Regions from separate parts of the Mus musculus genome. Here region 1 is linked to region 2. A link is a contact called in public Hi-C data. All regions are on one chromosome and are shown on one strand. The core of a region is the stretch at or near the end of the contact, and the rest is flanking DNA. Distances in the headings are between cores, read along the strand shown. Region 1 holds the start of Taar2 (trace amine-associated receptor 2). Region 2 overlaps Slc18b1 (solute carrier family 18, subfamily B, member 1).

Region 1 (3,802 bases), core at 539-3,038, 130 kb after region 2:
TTTTAGCCCCTGTCAAGATCTATCTACTCAAGAAAGCTCTAGCGTCCGAGATAGAATGACACATAACTGCAATCTGTTTGTGGAAGATACAAGGTCCGTCAGTAAGTGCTTGAAGTTGCAGATAGTACCAAATCCTATATACACTTGGATTTTCTCTGCATTTGCACCTCTGTGATAAACTTTAACACAATTAGGCACGACAAAATTTTAATGATAGAACAATTATAAAAAAAAAAAACTATGTGGCTTCTCTTTTTAAAATTTACTACATTCTACACACTACATCACAAGCACGCTTTATAATGGTGTGAGGTCATGCACGGTGAGATCAAAGAAGACAGATTGTGTGGCACTGTAGTTCAGCACTGGGTACTGTATCTTGGTTATGAGAGGTAATTGAACAAAAGCACCAGGATACTTCAACAGCAGCCTTGATAGCTGAAGTAGTTACCAAGGGACTACCAGACGCTACTACACTCCTGTGTAACTAACAGAGATGATGGTGGTGGTGGTGACAATGACAATGATGATGGTTATGATGATGACGACGATGGAGATAATAAAAATCATTTTTATTGCTGGAGATCTATCACTGAGCTATATCCTGTCCTCTAAGAATACTTGCATAATTCCTTACAGAGCCAAGAAAGATATTGGAAACTCTTGAGTAGAAATGCTGTCGGCTACATATTAAAAATTAATTCCTAACTTCATAATCATTTGGGTTGATATGTGTATTTAGAATGTTTCTTTAAAAATATAAATTTTCTGATTATGTTGTAATAAGCTTGCATTGCTCAGAATTTCTAAATGGGTGATGTTTTTTTTTTAATCTTTCTCCCTTATGGAAAGCTATCAAGAAAGGTCAAATCAAGTCACTTATATATTTTGTAGGGACCAGAGAAGTGAAAATGCAGAGTACCTTGCTAAAATCTCACTAAGATCTTCCAGAGGGAGACAGAAAATCAGTGAGTCCTCTAAAGCCCTTCAAAGCTCAGTTTACCCACGTGGCTATCCGAGTTTAATGATCCAAAGTCGTTACCACAATAGCCAAGGTCACTGACAACAGGCATAGCTAAACCCCAAGCAGGAACCTGGTGTCATATAACGACCAGTGTATCCTAGCAGAGGAAAATAAACTTTCTCATATCAAAAGAAGAAGAATAAAACTACAGGCATCTGTGATTAGATGTAAACAGATTTAAAGACATGATATCTGAGAGGATGTGAGCGCCTTCGTGGAGTTACTTAAGGCAGTGATAACCGTGTAACTCCTGCAGGGTTAGGAGCACTGAGCTGCACCCTAGCCAAATACAGGAAAACGGTGGATGAGAAAATCCCGTGAGTATAAAATGTGATATAAAGTATGGACTGTGCTTCTTCATTCTGGTCATCCTAAAGTGGCAGGGGACACCTATCTAGTCTACATCTCTCCATGAATTCTAACTTTATGTAATCAGAATTGAGAGCCTCCGATAACTGAAGGAGTTCCATTAACTATTACAGCCTTTACAGGCTAGCTGTTTTAGAGCATTCAGTGTGCCGGGGGTAATGAAAACAAAAGCAAGCAGAGATTCCTAAAAGGACAGAGGGGTAGTCAGGGTCACTTAAGCTGTTAAACTTCAGAATGACCAGGGCCCTCCCCTTCTCCCCAGCACACATCCAATGCCCTTGAGACCAATTGTTAAATTATAAAGCAGCACAGTTAACATAGCTCATGTCTTACAGTTCAGCGTTAGCATTCACAGGGAGCGGAGAAGAGACAGCTTCTTCCACAAAGCAGTCACGATGGCATCTTTTGAAGCCCAGCAGGTACATGGAGACGGGATGTGAAGGGAAAGATCTGTGTTTTCTCTTCTTCGAGTGTTAAGTAAAATGCCTCCACTACTGTAAAGCAGTGAGATTGTTTGTCCTTGTTTGCTTTTTGTCACATGCAGAGAGAATAAGCAAGATTACAGATGGTTAGAGAGTCAGTCAGGGCTTACTGTAAATTTGCAGTTAAAGGCAGCTCAGTTAAAATGTGGAAACAAAAGAATTTACTACCTTTTGACAACATGTCTCGTTTTCTGAGATGAATATTTACAACCCCAGAAAAGAGTGGGGGTTTTTCATGAGGACCCACTGATGTGTTTGGTACAGGTGTCCCCCTAGGTGAGGCAGAGGGACCTCAGGAGCAGAATTTGTGATCATTGTGAATCCCCACTTCACAAAAGAAAGACAAGGGGAACAGCATAGTAAACCTGAAGGGAATGTGATTGCTTCATTTTAAAGTCACTTCACTTAGAAAATAGAGTTGTCGGGAGGAGGGGTGGGGGATCTGTCTGCTTGTCTGTCTGTCTGCCTGGCTATCTATTATCATCTTGTATCTATACTATCTGCATCTCGGTCCCTTCCTGTGGCTTTTATTTTTTTTTTAATTACTGTACTAATAGAAACTCGTACTTTTAGGTACTAAAAATAAGTATAGTTTGAGAACTGATTATATATACTTTAAATATGTATGGGGAAAAGATTTTAGTGAAAGTATCCCAAGGTAGGGATGATCATGGGAGAGGAGGCAGGAAGAGGAGGTGGGAAGATTTTAAGAGTAAGAGGTCCAGACATGGCAGAGACACTCCATGCATGGATTCAAACTTCTTGCATGTACAAGATGAAGTTGGACAAAACTTCAACATGGATGGAGGGACTTCCTGGGCCCTAGTTGATGGCCCTGAATCTATGTACAGACTGGCAGTGCCATGTGGGTTCAGAAGGTTAAAGCCAGAGAGAGTACACAAGGTTGGGAGGAGTTGGTAGGGAGGGGAAGGGAGAGGGTGGAGGTGAAGGGCAGGGGGATGGGCTTGATCAAAACACATTACATGCAGGTAAGAAAGTTTCCAACAAGTGAACAAAAATTGCCCGTCTAGGCTGGGCATTGTGGTGCACACGTATAATCCCAACACTCCAGAAATGGAGGCAGAAGGATCAAGAGTTCAAGGCCAACCTGGGTCATATGAGTCCTTATCTCAAAAACCAAACAGCTAAGCACCACTACCACCTATTGGGAATAGATTGGTTTTCTGTGAACAGCATCTAAGGCATTAGCTGGCAGAGACCTTATATGTAATTTGGTGATATCCTGCCTGCAGTGTCTAAACACCCAGGTCTTGCATATCAGTGGTTCCTTCCTCCACTTTAACCCACTGTGAAAGCACAATGCTGTCACAGACTCCATTTCTTTTCTGCTGATGGACCTGGAGTCCCAAAGTAGGAAGGAAAGAGGAATAACTCTGCACTGGATCCCTTTCCTGTAGCTGGCTTAGTTGTTTCAATGAAAAGTTATCACTGCAAAGCCAGATGCTCTGCGTTCTGTCCCTAGGACCCACCTAGTGACGGAGAGAACCAACTCTTGAAAGTTGTCCGCTGACCCTTTGATGTACCTGTTCTGTGAAACTTGCTAATACTTGGGGATTTGCCAGATAATTAAAGATTCTTCAGTAATTCTTCTACTTAAAAATCTTCACACATTGACCAACATCCTCATTCTTTCCATGGCTGTCACTATAAAGTGACAACTAAAACTATAAAGTAAACAATTTTAATCTATTCTATTAGAATTCTATAAATCACAAAGTTAGTGAGAAAGACACGTAATCATATATATATATATATTTCAGTATAATACAGAAGTAATGATACTGAAATATATAAATATGATTACGTGTCTTCTGTATTTTTTCTTGAATCTGTCTGAGAAAGAAGAGATGAAATGTTGAGTCTTTGTCTAGTCTCTGATAAGTCCCCTGTGTTCTTATTTTTATAT
Region 2 (3,715 bases), core at 1,136-3,635:
AAGTCTTGAGGTTTTTTCTGGACTGGGGCTGGTAGCAGGCCCCCCTTTAGGTGGCCTTTTGTATCAATCCTTTGGCTACGAGGTACCCTTTATTTTTCTGGGGTGCATAGTCCTGCTGATGATACCACTCAACCTATACATTTTGCCTAGTTATGGTAAGTTCAAACTTAATACTCGCTTTAGACCTTTTATTTTATTTGTATGTCTTTGTAAAGGATACATTACGGTATGTTGGCTTTTAGTTAATGTAATCAATGATACCTCTTTTGCCACACCCTCAAAAACTGGCTCTCTTTCCTAAAACATGGGTAATTAATTCATGAGAACTTTTGCTTACAGAGGACTAGGGATAAAGCTCAATTAGCAGACTACTTGCATCAAGTCCTAGGTTTGCTCTCTAGCTCCACACAAAGAGAACGATGGTGGTGCTCATCTTTAAAGCACCTCAGCTATAGGGTGAGTTTACGGCCAGCCTAGGTTGCATGAGGCCCTATCTTCAAACAAACAAACAAACAAACAAATAAATAAATAAAAGCATATCACAAAAATTTCTAGGTTTTAGGAGGATCAAAATACTTAATTTCTCCTCACAAGCCATTGCCATTGGGCTGAACTAAATCACCAGAAACTGCTGTGGGCAACACATTTTGTCTACAAAGCAGTAAAAGCAAGGTGAGATCCCTATAAGTTCTAGGCCAATGTGGCTTTAGGTTCTTTTGTTGTTTTTTTTTTGGGGGGGGGTGGGGTGGGGGTGGGATGGGGTGGTTGAGACAGGGTTTCTCTGTGTAGCCCTGGCTGTCCTGGAACTCACTTTGTAGACCAGGATGGCCTTGAACTCATAAATCTGCCTGCCTCTGCCTCCCAAGTGCTGGGATTAAAGGCGTGTGTCACCACCCCCCCCCCCCCCCCCCCCCCCCCCCCCCGCTCGGCTTGTTGGTTTGTTTTTAATACGGTCTCACTATGTAGCCCTGCCCACCCTGGAACTCACACGCCCAGAGATCTTCCTGCCTCTACCTTTCCCAACTCTAGGTTCTAGGTCAACTTTGTGTACTTAGTGAGTTCCACGCCATCCTGGGCACAAAGTGACACGTTTGTTTTTCACTCCGTGAGTTTCTTTGAGATACATCTCAAACAAACTAAAACATTCAGTGTAGCCGGTCAAGGCCAATTATTCCTTCCCAGTGGGCCTTCTGCTTGTCTGGAGCAGTAATAGTTACAAGGACACAGTAAGATAATAGTTCCTGGCACAGTAAAGGAATCATTCCGGGTCAAAGTTTCCATCCCCACATAAATCACTAATCACAGTGATAAGCAGCTGCATACTGTCATGGTTAACTGATAGGAGCTAACCAGGGCAAGGAGCACAGAACACTTTGGGCCATCAGGTTCTTAGCTGTGGCTCATTGGTAGTTCCCTTTGGTCCAAATGAAACTTACTAGCCAGGTTATGTACATTGTAAGCATTGATTCTTAGTAGGGTAGTCAACTTGTATTCTTGCTAGGTTACTATGGGGAACTGGGGAGAACAGAGCCAGCGAGGCAATACCACAGTAAACCACAAGGTGGTGCTTATCCTCTTTGCAAGTGTAAGGAATCAGTTTTTTGTTTGTTTGTTTTGTTTTATGTTGTTTTCCCTTCGTTTAGCATCCTGGGCTATGTCCAGGTATGATGGCTAAACAGTCAGCAACAGACCTGGGGAGATGGGTCAGCAGTGAAGAGCATTGGATGCTCTTGTAGAGGACCTAGGCTCAATTCCCAGCAACTACATGGTGGCTCACAGCAGCCATCTGTAATGGAATCTGATGCCCTCCTTCTAGTGTGTGTCTGAAGACAGCTGCAGTGTCCTCATATACATAAAAAAAAAAAAAATCTCAAAAAAAAAAAAAGAAAGAAAAAGAAAAAAAGAAAAGAAAAGAAAGGGGTTAGATTCTCATGTAGCAAAAGGAAAAAAAAAACTCTTTATTACATTAGGAAATGAGAAAAGATAGCTAAGACAGGCTAATTAAAACTGGAATTTAAAAAAATCCCTAAGGTCGATAATATTAAGTTTGGAGTGTTCCTAAATAAGTGCACTCTTACAGTTATTGAAAGTTTTAATGCCATTGAAAGTTTTAGGATAGATGTTACAGGAAATCTCCAACCCAAATAAACCCACGCAAAGAAAACACGACTCAGTTAATATGAATAAAACTGCATGCCTAGATTGGGCAGATCTGCCGCTACACTACCATCTTCCTCATCTGTGAGACCCCTTATTTGCTTGTGGTTCCTCCAGGCCACGGGCTTCTGCTCCACTTTCCTTCCACCCCCTCTGTCGTCCTCTCTTCTCCCTCTCCTCCATCTCGCCCAAACTTTCAGCTCCACCTTCTCTTCTCCTGCCCAATCACAGGCTCTAGCCTTTGTTTTACAAATTAAGTAGGGGGGAGGACTCATTCGTGTCCTAAGCCCCTCCCTGGAGAGTGGAATTAGCATCAAAATACAAGCAGTCCCTGGGCCATCAGCAACTGTAATGAAGTTGTCTTTTGTTTTGACTTGTGAGCAGTTAGAATCCTGTGTTCAATACCTGCTGCTCATTCCTTCCACCCCCATGGCCCGCCATACTTAGGCTACTTAGCATTGTGTGTTAGGAGTCCTTGACCCATTTCCATATCTGCTCTCCAGTTGTTCCCTGATGTCCTGTTCTAACAGTCATGGCATGCCACGCCTCTCATTAAAACCCTCAACCTGAGAATCTGAGGAGCCTGCTTTACACCATGGTGACAGGAGGATCTATGGAGTTACACAATAGTCCCACCTCCTTTGTGGGCCACATACTACAAGACCAGAGCACACATCAAGCCCACTTCTACTAAGTTTTGATGTGTGCACACATACTTACGGTAAAGTTTAATTTAAAATTAGGCACAGTTAAGAGATTAACAATATGGGGCTGGTGTGATGGCTCAGCGGTTAAGAGTACTAGCTGCACTTGCAGAGGAACAGAGTTCAAGTCCCAGCATCCACATGGTGGTTCACAACCATCTGTAACTCAGCTCTCAGGACAGAGCATCCTCTTCCGGCCTCTGAAGCACCAGGAACACATGGCAGGTTCCTGGCACAGACGGACATACAGGCAAAACACCACATACACATTAAATAATTAAATAATTGTAAAAGGAGATTAGCAATAATAATGAAAGCATAAAACAAGTACGATTACTATAATTAAAGTTGTTTAAAATTTAGAAACTCGTTGTTTCTGGATTTTTCCAGTTATTATTGTTATTATTATATAATTTTTTTTTAAAGACAGGGTTTTTCTGTGCAGCCCTGGCCATCCTGGACCAGGCTGGATTTGAGTTCAGTGATGCACCTGCCTCTGCCTCTTGAGTGCTGGGATTAAAGGCTTGCACCACCACGCCCAGCCATCCTTTTATTTTAAAACTTAAAACAATCGGTACATTTTACTTATTTCATTTTCTGTGTGTGAGTTTTTGACTGTGTGCATGTCTGGTGCTCACAGAGGTCAGAAAGAAGGCATGTGGGCACTGGAAACTAAACCTCTGTCTTTTGTAGGAGCAGCTAGTGTTCTTTACTGAGCTATATATTATAACAGATAATGCTTTCTGTATACGCAAGAAATGTAACAGATTAAAACAAAAGGTTTTTTTATAATTAAAAAAATTTTTTTGATTTATTTATTTATTATATGTAAGTACACTGTAGCTGTCCTCAGA

The links. Hi-C and Micro-C count contacts between places; a contact is called where the count stands out from the background.
Region 1: a Hi-C map of embryonic stem cells shows a contact between it and region 2, with 2.4 times the contacts expected there. The contact joins the promoter of Taar2 here to the enhancer-like site in region 2. A contact is called at or near these places in 11 of 39 promoter capture datasets (the 3T3-L1 cell line, 3T3-L1-derived adipocytes, cranial neural crest and 7 more), 13 of 484 Hi-C or Micro-C datasets (colorectal tumor organoids, embryonic stem cells, granulosa cells and 3 more), 8 of 115 datasets of contacts at active chromatin or transcription factors (bone marrow-derived dendritic cells, embryonic stem cells and stem cell-derived neural progenitor cells) and 4 of 9 other capture datasets (adipose tissue, embryonic stem cells, liver and 1 more).

The regions. Positions count from the first base shown.
Region 1 is chr10:23,936,784-23,940,585 of GRCm38.p6, forward strand. Taar2 (trace amine-associated receptor 2) reads left to right here and starts at 1,789. Exons shown (of 2, transcript NM_001007266.1): 1 at 1,789-1,812. The coding sequence starts at 1,789.
Region 2 is chr10:23,810,791-23,814,505 of GRCm38.p6, forward strand. It overlaps Slc18b1 (solute carrier family 18, subfamily B, member 1), which reads left to right. Exons shown (of 14, transcript NM_183116.2): 6 at 1-155. Among named protein-coding and RNA genes, the nearest start is that of Slc18b1, 16 kb to the left of the region's middle. Within about 2 kb of position 2,386, at least 40 of the 459 cell types and tissues checked have an H3K27ac peak or open chromatin away from gene starts, as enhancers often do. A contact at or near this core is called in embryonic stem cells, granulosa cells, liver and 3 more, where this site is marked.